Regions from separate parts of the Pan troglodytes genome. Here region 2 is linked to region 1. The links are chromatin contacts, called in public Hi-C maps. All regions are on one chromosome and are shown on one strand. Each heading gives the region's core, a stretch centred on a gene start, on an enhancer-like site or on the middle of the called end of the contact. The rest is flanking DNA. Distances are from core to core; before and after follow the strand shown. Region 1 overlaps TPCN2 (two pore segment channel 2). Region 2 holds the start of CCND1 (cyclin D1).

Region 1 (4,377 bases), core at 715-3,214:
TGGAACAAATAATAATAATAAATGCCAGAACTCGCCAACCCTATGCTCGGGTCCCCAGAGCCTGGAAGGGTGGCCTCTCTGGAGAGGGTTCCTGCTTGCACCAGCCAAGTGGGTGGCCCCTCTGTAACCTCTACCAGATTCACTTTTCCCCCGTGTCTCCCGTCCAGCCCGGAGTCCGCCTCCCGGGGCCGCTGCCACCATGCAGGTTGGAGCAGAGCTCGCCATCCTGCCTGCCCCGTGGTCATGTGGAGTCGCTGCCTTTCAGTTATGCGGCAGGACTACTTGCCAGGTGGAAAGTGGGACCATCAGCCCTGGCGCCCCCAAACAAATTCTTGGCAACTGAAACAAATGCCAGAGGTGGATGAGCCGGGCAAGACTGCCTCCCAGAGGGGGCACACTGCCGGGCCTGCGAACCCTTCATCAAACCCCAAGGAGCCGGTGAACGTTTGATGAGGGTCCTGGGGTCTCAGGCCCTTCTGCCTGGGCCAGTCTCATGTCCCGCTCGAGTGACGTGGGTCAGCAGTTTCCCTCCAGCCCAGCCATGGCCATCGTTGCCCACCTGCCACCTCTCACGGGAGCAGGGCCCCCACTCCTCCTTCCCAGCTCTACTGAGAGGTCTCCTTGCCTCCAGCCACAGAGCCCCTGATGCACCCCTTCCTCCTGGCCAGAGCACAGGCTGTGCACTGCCTGTCCCCACGGCTGAGCTAATACCGCCACCTTTGGGCACTCAGACTGAGACAATATCCCCCACCTGTGTTCTCCTGTCTTCACTGGGTGACTTCTAACCTCAGACAGTCCCCAAAACAAATGCAATCCCTTTTGCCTATCAGAGTGGCCAACACCACCCTGGTTTCTGGAGGCAGCCAGCCCAGGTGTGCTCAGGGGTGGGCGTGTTCCAGGATGTTCTGAGCCCCAGCTCCCTCCTCTGTTAAGTCAGAAGTGAGGATGCATGAGTATGCACAGCACACTTCCACACAGTGTTCCCGCTGCAGCCACCGACGGAGGTCCAGGGTCCCCCAGGCTCTGCTGTGATGCTGGCCCAGCATCCAGAGTTTTCCTTGACCATTTTTCCAGGGCTGTGCCAGAGGCTGGGTGGGCTTTGCCAAGGAGAAAAATCAGGGAGGGGGCGTGGGCAGAGCTGATGGACAGGCAGGGCACCCGGGGCCCAAGCCACTGCTGCACTCAAGGAACAGACATTGGGGTGACCTCAGAAATTGCCTGGGATGTCTGGGCCTCAGTTTCCCCTCTCAGTCCTCCCTGCCCTGTCCACTTCCAGGAGAAGGGGCTGTGCAGTGCGGGGGGAAAGGCGGAGCTGTCCAACTCGGCCTCTGATAGCTCCCAACCTATTTCCCCTTCTGGGACTTTGGCCCTGTCTGCAAAGCGTGACCCCCCTCACCAGTGGCCCACTGCATCCCCAGGCACAGAGCCTCTTTCCTTTGCCCCAGTGAAGCCTGAAAATGGCCTTTCCCTAAGCGCACGCACCGGCAAGGGGTGACTGCAAGAGCCTCCTGGAGACCCGGATTTCTGGGGAAATGAGGTGGAATGAGTCGCATACCCACAGAAGCGCAGGGTCTTTTCAGCACCTCACATGCCTGGGGGCACTGACGTGGCCCACCCGGGGAGAAGGGAGTCTGAGTGTCCCCACAGTGACTGGCAGGTAGACAGACCCAGGGGCTGCTCCAGCCCCACCCAGTGGGAACCCCACAGCCAGAGAGGGCCCCATCAGTGCCCTGCACTCCAGGTGGCCGGCTGGCCTGGTGGTGGGAGCCAGCAGCCCACCTCATCACACCCTCTCCCCACTAAGAGCAAGCTACCCTCCCTCCTGGCTAGAATCTAACAAGTGTTGGTTGTCACTGCCACCACACAGATTCCCCTAGGGTCCCTTAGGCAAGGGTTGTAAGGTTCCCAGCACAGGCCCAGGAAGGCTGCCAGGAGGAGGAGGAGCTCCTGCCAGGAGGGGACTCCCCCTGCCTTCCCGGGCCTGGTGCTGAGCAGGACAAGGAGGGTACCAGGGCCTGGGCACTGGGTCGCCTGCTGCTAGGCTCTGCTGCCCTCCGCTGGCCTACCCAGGAACTGCGTGTGCCCAGGGCAGCATCTCCAGGTGTGTCTAGCCTACCTACTCTACCTGGCCCTGCCTCTGGACATGCAGGGCCTCTGTCGCAGGCCCTCACCTGTATGCAAATTATGCTCTGAGGGCATCTTGTAGGTTACAAGCCTCTGGTCCCCAGGCCCAGCTGGGACGGGCTCAGTCATGCCTGCCCTCATCTGCTAGGTCTACGATGCTCCTTCCCTGGTGCACACTGGGGGGTGGCGATCGCTATTCAACACCATCTGGGGCTTCTTCAAAAGGTGATAACGTCACCCCTGAGACAAGGTGGGCATTGGGACCCAGCACCGATGTGGGACCGAGAGGTAGGAGGCTCGCAGCCCTGCCAGGAGCCCCTCCCACTCACTTCCACCTCATCTCACACACCAGGAACCTGAGGCCAGTGGAAAAGGGGCCACAGTGCCCGTGCCCACAGAGCTGGGCTCATATCCAAGACTGTGTCCCCTCCAAGCCCAGCTCATCACTCTCTGCCCTGCCAGTGATTGACAAACCAGTGGACCAGCCAGCAGGCCTCCTCTGAGGTCTCCCAGACTGCCTGCTCCTGGAGAAATACCCAAGGTGACTGATGCCCCATGCGGCTGGAGCACTCCCCACTTGGGCAGGCAGCTTTGCACCAGCACCACCCCGCCATGCCTGTCCCATTGACCCCCCAACCCTGGGCCCAGGGCAGGTTGTCCCCAGATGCCGCAGCCCCCTGAGAGGTCACAGGGCATCCCTCTGCCCAGCTGGTACCCCCAGCCCAGGCTCGGGCAGCATTCGAGGCCACCGCTCCAAACAAAACTGAGAGAGAGGGGCCCTGGGGACAGCCCCAGGCTGCAAGCTCTCCACAGGCTCCTGGAACCCAGGGGCTCAGGCCTAGATGTGTTCCAGAAGCACCCCTGGGCCGCTGCATGGAGAAACAGCAGGGCGCAGAAGCATAAAATCGTTGCACTTGCCCCATGTGGCCTTGGCTGCCTGGAGGTCGCAATGTGAGGTCTTGCGGAGCTCGGCACCCAGAAGTGGCTGCTAATGAGCACAATTCGGGGGCTGCACTGGTCTCCTCTGTCTGCCACAACAAATCACCACCGACCCGGAGCTCAGAACAGCAGAGGTTTCTTCTCCCACAGTTCCGGGGGTCAGAAATCAGGGCATTGGCAGGGCTGTGCTCCCACCGGGGGCTCTAAAGGAGGGTCCTTCCTGCCTCTTCCAGCCGCGGAGGGCTCCCAGCATTCCCTGGATTGTGGCCGCATCACTCCAGTCTCTGCCCTCTGTCTTCACGTGGTCTTTTCTGTGGTCTCTGCCTTCTCTATTCTTATAAGGCACCAGCCATTCTATTCAGGGCGACCCTAAATCCCGCATGGCCTCGCCTCAACGTGTTTAACCTAATTACACCTGCAAAAACCCTATTACCCAAATAAGGTCGCATTTGAGGTGCCAGGGGTTAGGACCTGGTCATACTTTGGGGGATCCCCGCTCAGCCCACTACAGTGATGCTAATGCTGGGAGGTGGTTCTCATTGTGTGACCCCCGGCCGGCAGCATCAGCAACACCAGGGAGCTGGTCAGGAGCGGAATTCCCAGGTCCCTCCCAGGCCTGACAAATTGGAACCCTGGTATGGGGCCCGGCAGCCTGTTCCATGAGCTCTCCAGGAATCCCAATGGACACAAATGTTTGGGAACCACTGGAACAATGCTGGAAAGCTACCCCACCACCCCGCTTTCCATATGTATTGGAGAGTCTCAGTTTTGGGTGGATCGGGTGCCATGCTACGGGCTCATTTATTGGGACCGACGGCGTCTGGGACATTCCATCCAGGAGCACTCACAGGCCCACAGCCAGCTGTGAGACAGGAGGGAGAGGTCAATGTTGGGACAGACAGAACAGGTGGTAGGAGCTGAGAGGGGGTTGTTCTGATGGGGGAGATCAGGAAAGCCCTCCTGGGGAGGGGGCTGGGCCGACCCCATCCCCTCCCTGCCACGGCTAAGCCACTAAACTACACCGGAGCTGAGGTACAGCTGAGCTTAAAATCAGAGCTAAGCTACTACACTCATAAAAGACAGGCAGGAGCCCTGCATGGACCAACAGAAGGCGTGGCCGTCCCGGGCCTGGGAACTTCCTGGCACTCCCTCCAATGTGAGCATGTCACAGACCATAGTCGTGTTCATGAGGCCTCTGCCCCATCAGGAGCAGAAGTCACAGGTGCCTTCAAATCACACGGCCGCCACAGCCGGCATCTCCACGCGTCCTTCCTGCTCAGCGCCACACTGCAGCTGCACAGGCCTTACTCTGTC
Region 2 (4,377 bases), core at 548-3,047, 550 kb before region 1:
GTCGGGGCTGGGGGCGGCAGGAGCTTCCCGTGATGCGCCCCCTCCCCCGCGCGTCCCCAGTACCCACCCTCCCCGAAACTGAAAGGGAAAGTCCCCGCGAGGCTGGCACGGTGGGGGCGGGAGCGGGCACAGCTGGGCGGCGTGCGCGGCGGCGCGGGCTGCCGGCCCCCGGGACCCTGGCCCGCCCTGGAGCTCCGTGGTCCCTCTGACTGGGGGTCGACACCCACTGGGGTGCGGGGCCGCGGAACGGGCCGCGGGGTTGGGCGCCGCGCCTGCGAGACACAAAGGTGGCGTCCCAGGCCGCCGCGCCGCATTTCCCCAGACGTCATCTTTTCAAAAAATATTTAAAAATATTAAAAAAATAACTAAGTGCATAAAAAAACCCTGAAAATGACCCTCGGGCGACCCTTTACCCAGGCCGGGGGTTGGGAGTTCGTTACAGGCTCCAGGGGGAGCCCCAGGAATTCAAACTCCGGGGCCCCCCCTTCCCCCTGGGCGCGGGCGGCGTTTCCCTCTCGCAAGGGCACCACGCCGCACTTTCAAAAATTATTTAAAAATACTTGCGGGCCCCTCAGGCGCCCACCGAAGGTCTGAAAATGTGCTCCCAGGCCCCCGGCTCGCTCGGAGAAGGTCCTCCAAGCCGATATCCCTGCAGACGGGGATCAAGCCCTGGCGTCTTGGGGGCCACGCGACCTTGCAGCTCGCCGTGCTCTCCGGCCCAGGCTGCCCGTTCGGGGCGCCCCGGGACTCGCTGCTTGAACAAAGGCCCCCCCTTCCCTAGCGGGGTCCCCCCAAAACTACCCATGCCGCGTCCCTGCGCCCCTCCCGCGGGCTCCCGGCAGCCGCGCGGCCCCTAGCTGCGGCCCCAGCGCCCGGCGGCCGCTCCCCGCCCCCACCCTGCCCCCAATTATTAATAAACACTTTTGCTTTGCAATAAAAGAGCAAAGATGGCGCATAATACTGGCACGAGCGGCCTTTGCATACGTGTCCATGGATATTAATTTAAAAATCAAATCTATGCCCCCTCCCCCCGGAGTTGGCGGCTCCCGGCCGCTGAGGCGCAGCCGGGCTGGGGCGCAGGCGGGGGACACAAAGCGCACCCAGCCTGCCAGCCCGCACCCTCGGGCCCATTGGGGTGCCCCTGGCACTGGCTTCTCCCGAAGGCACCCCTCCCCGACCCCCTTCTCCCCTCCCACGAAACGCAACTTCTAGCACCCCCACCCCCACCCCTTCCTCCTTCAGAAAATACCCACAATTTTTATTTTGAAAATACGGATCCCTAGCAACACCACGGCAAACTTCAAAGTTCTAGCGGGAGAGAAGGGAGGGGGGTGAGTAGCAAAGAAACGTGGGTCTGGGCAACAAGTTGCAGGGAAGTCTTAAGAGAGCCGCCCGAAGCCCCGCACCTCCAGCATCCAGGTGGCGACGATCTTCCGCATGGACGGCAGGACCTCCTTCTGCACACATTTGAAGTAGGACACCGAGGGCGCGCAGGTCTCCTCCGCCTTCAGCATGGCCCGCAGCACCCGGTCGTTGAGGAGGTTGGCATCGGGGTACGCGCGGCGGATGGTTTCCACTTCGCAGCACAGGAGCTGGTGTTCCATGGCTGGGGCTCTTCCTGGGCAGCTGGGGAGGGCTGTGGGTCCTGGCTGGGTCCGCGCTCGGCTCTCGCTTCTGCTGCCCCGCGCTCCCTTGCGCTCTTCTGCCCCTCGCCGGAGCGTGCGGACTCTGCTGCTCGCTGCTACTGCGCCGACAGCCCTCTGGAGGCTCCAGGACTTTGCAACTTCAACAAAACTCCCCTGTAGTCCGTGTGACGTTACTGTTGTTAAGCAGAGATCAAAGCCGGGCAGAGAATGGGAGCGGGAGGGGGGCGGGGGCGGGCGCAGGGGGAGGGGGCGCGGGCGCCAAACGCCGGGAGCAGCGAGGGGCAGAGCCCAAAAGCCATCCCTGAGGCGCCGCGCCTGCCCTGCGGCGGAGTTGCCCCTGTAGTCCGGTTTTCATAGAAATGCAAATCGCCCCGCTGCAGCCTTTCTCCCCGCCAGGGAAGAGGGGTGCAGGGGGCCCCGTCCGCCTCGAGTGGGTCCCCCGGGATTTAGGGGGTGAGGTGGAGGTGGCTCTGCAGTAGGGGACAACTAGGAAGGCCGGCAGGCCACACGCAGCCTGGGGAGACCACGAGAAGGGGTGACTGGGGCGCGGCGACACCCCATATCCAAGCCGGCAGAATGGGCGCATTTCCAAGAACGCCACGAGGGCACCCACGGGCGGACAGACGGCCAAAGAATCTCAGCGACTGCATCTTCTTTCATTTTCATTAACACGTGTAAATTGCAAGAACTAATTTAGCATGCAGGGACGGGGAGGACCGGGCACACAACCCCTGTGCAAGTTTCATTCCGGCGCACAGGGGCGTCGTTGCAAATGCCCAAGGGGGTAACCCTAAAAGTTAAAGGGATTTCAGCTTAGCGTGCGCTCGCTCAAAAAATAAAATAAATGCCCAAAAATTCCAGCAGCAGCCCAAGATGGTGGCCAGCATTTCCTTCATCTTGTCCTTCTAGCCTGGAGACTCTTCGGGCTGCCTTCCTACCTTGACCAGTCGGTCCTTGCGGGGGTCCCCAACTGCACCCCCTCCCTTCCCGTGCCGGCAATTTAACCGGTAGAAACACACCTCTGAATGGAAAGCTGAGAAACAGTGATCTCCATTCTGACTCATTTTTTTTTAATTAAAAAAGAAATTAAATTGCTGGAAATATTAGTCCCCTCTGCCTGGGACAAGACCACCGGAAGGTTCCTAATTGGTTTTGTTGGGGGTGTAGACGTCCCTTCACCTTTAGAATTTGCCCTGGGACTGAATTCGTGAGTGTGAGGGGGCTGGCAGGAGCCGGCATAATTCAGAACAATTATCAATTAAACGAGTGTACTGATCTGATTTTTAGCAAAATCGATAGGTGTTCGTGGTTACATGAGAGGGTCCCCAATATTATCGCAAACTTAAGCAGATGTAAATTAAAATACACAGTTTTTAAAATTACAGGTTCTGTCTCTTTGGTGCGTTAAAAAATAAAAGGACATTTTACTGTCTTAACTTTTGTTTTTATTTTTACAGTACCTGCCCCAAATTAAGAGAACTGTTCATTTACTTCCTTTTGAATATAGTTCAGTGTCATCAAACCACCGTACCCTCTTAACAGTAAAAGCTCAAAGAAAACGGATAGAAAAAGCCCTCTCCCCTTCGCCAGGGTGCTCACAGCAAGATGCGAACCCCCCCCCCCCCCCCACCACCTTTCAGGGTGAATTCCTCCCGCGCCCCCTCCCCCGCCGGGAATTAGGATTACTAATATTCCGGGTCCTGGGGGGTAATTACCCCCGGATTCCGCATGGGGAGCGATGGGTTGCCCCAGCAGGGAGCACCTACGGTCGTGCCCCCCCCACTCCCCGAGCACCCACAATCGCGTTGGCCCCCGCATAGCCAAGCCTCAGAGCATCAGCCCGCGCACCAGGGCGGCCCAGCTGCTTTTTCATTCATAAAATCCCGACCCGGCGGCCGCCTGGATGATTTATGGGGCCCGGAGCTATCACCCGGCCTCTCCCATCCGGGGGGGCGAGGGGCCCCGAGCCCCGCGTGCGCCCTGGCCCAGCCCGAGGCGCGAAGCGGGCCGAAGTCGGCTAGGGGCAGCAGGGCATAAAGAGGCTCGCCCACTCCGGCAAAACCGGCTCTGGGTCCAGGAGGGAGCTTCACCCCCCCATCCCGGGCGCAAGACCGAGGAAACTGGAATTAGCATGAGCCAATGGGGGCGCGGCGCTGTTACTAGGCGGACCCGGCAGATCTCGACTAGGAACTTCGTTGATTTCCCGGCTCAGGGACGAGCGCAAAATTGCAAGCCCGGTTAGCGAGCGTAAAGAGCCGTCCAGGAACCCGCGGGGGAGGCGCTGGAATTTGGGCCCCGGCGGGGAGCGCCAGCTGCCCAGCCCCCACCTGGGGGAACCCTGCTTGGCGGCCCCCGGGTCCCCCGAGGGGGCCAATACCTCTGGGCTTTTGAGGGTCATTGCTTCAAGAAGCGCAGAGAAAGCATTTTGATTTTATTTTTTCCAAAGAGAAAAGCAACTTTAAAAAACTTTTCTGTTGCAGTTTTACTTTACACTGTCTTCTTAAAACCCACCACGAAGCAGGAACTGCGGATTCTGGGCTCATTTAAAGTGCTCTGTTCTTATTTCTTGGTGACCACTTGGAGACAAAGGGCAAGTGGCCCAGTCGGGAGGGTAACCACGTTGTTTGAAAGAAAATCCAAAATTAACTGAAATCACCTTCACGCTTTCCTCGCCCCCTGGCCCCCGCCCTGGTGACCGCGGCCTGGGCGGATGGTCGGTCAGGAGAAAGCG

Evidence for each region. A called contact is a pair of places that touch in the nucleus more often than the background predicts.
Region 2: a contact with region 1 is called in a Hi-C map of stem cell-derived neural progenitor cells, with 9 times the contacts expected there. The contact joins the promoter of CCND1 here to the enhancer-like site in region 1. A contact is called at or near these places in 3 of 7 Hi-C or Micro-C datasets (induced pluripotent stem cells, a lymphoblastoid cell line and stem cell-derived neural progenitor cells) and 1 of 1 datasets of contacts at active chromatin or transcription factors (stem cell-derived excitatory neurons).

The regions. Positions count from the first base shown.
Region 1 is chr9:71,148,823-71,153,199 of NHGRI_mPanTro3-v2.0_pri, reverse strand. All of the region lies in intron 19 of TPCN2 (two pore segment channel 2), which reads right to left. Among named protein-coding and RNA genes, the nearest start is that of TPCN2, 52 kb to the right of the region's middle. Within about 2 kb of position 1,964, at least 2 of the 24 cell types and tissues checked have an H3K27ac peak or open chromatin away from gene starts, as enhancers often do. A contact at or near this core is called in stem cell-derived neural progenitor cells, where this site is marked.
Region 2 is chr9:71,695,107-71,699,483 of NHGRI_mPanTro3-v2.0_pri, reverse strand. It overlaps CCND1 (cyclin D1), which reads right to left and starts at 1,797. Exons shown (of 5, transcript XM_016921434.3): 1 at 1,407-1,797. The coding sequence starts at 1,604.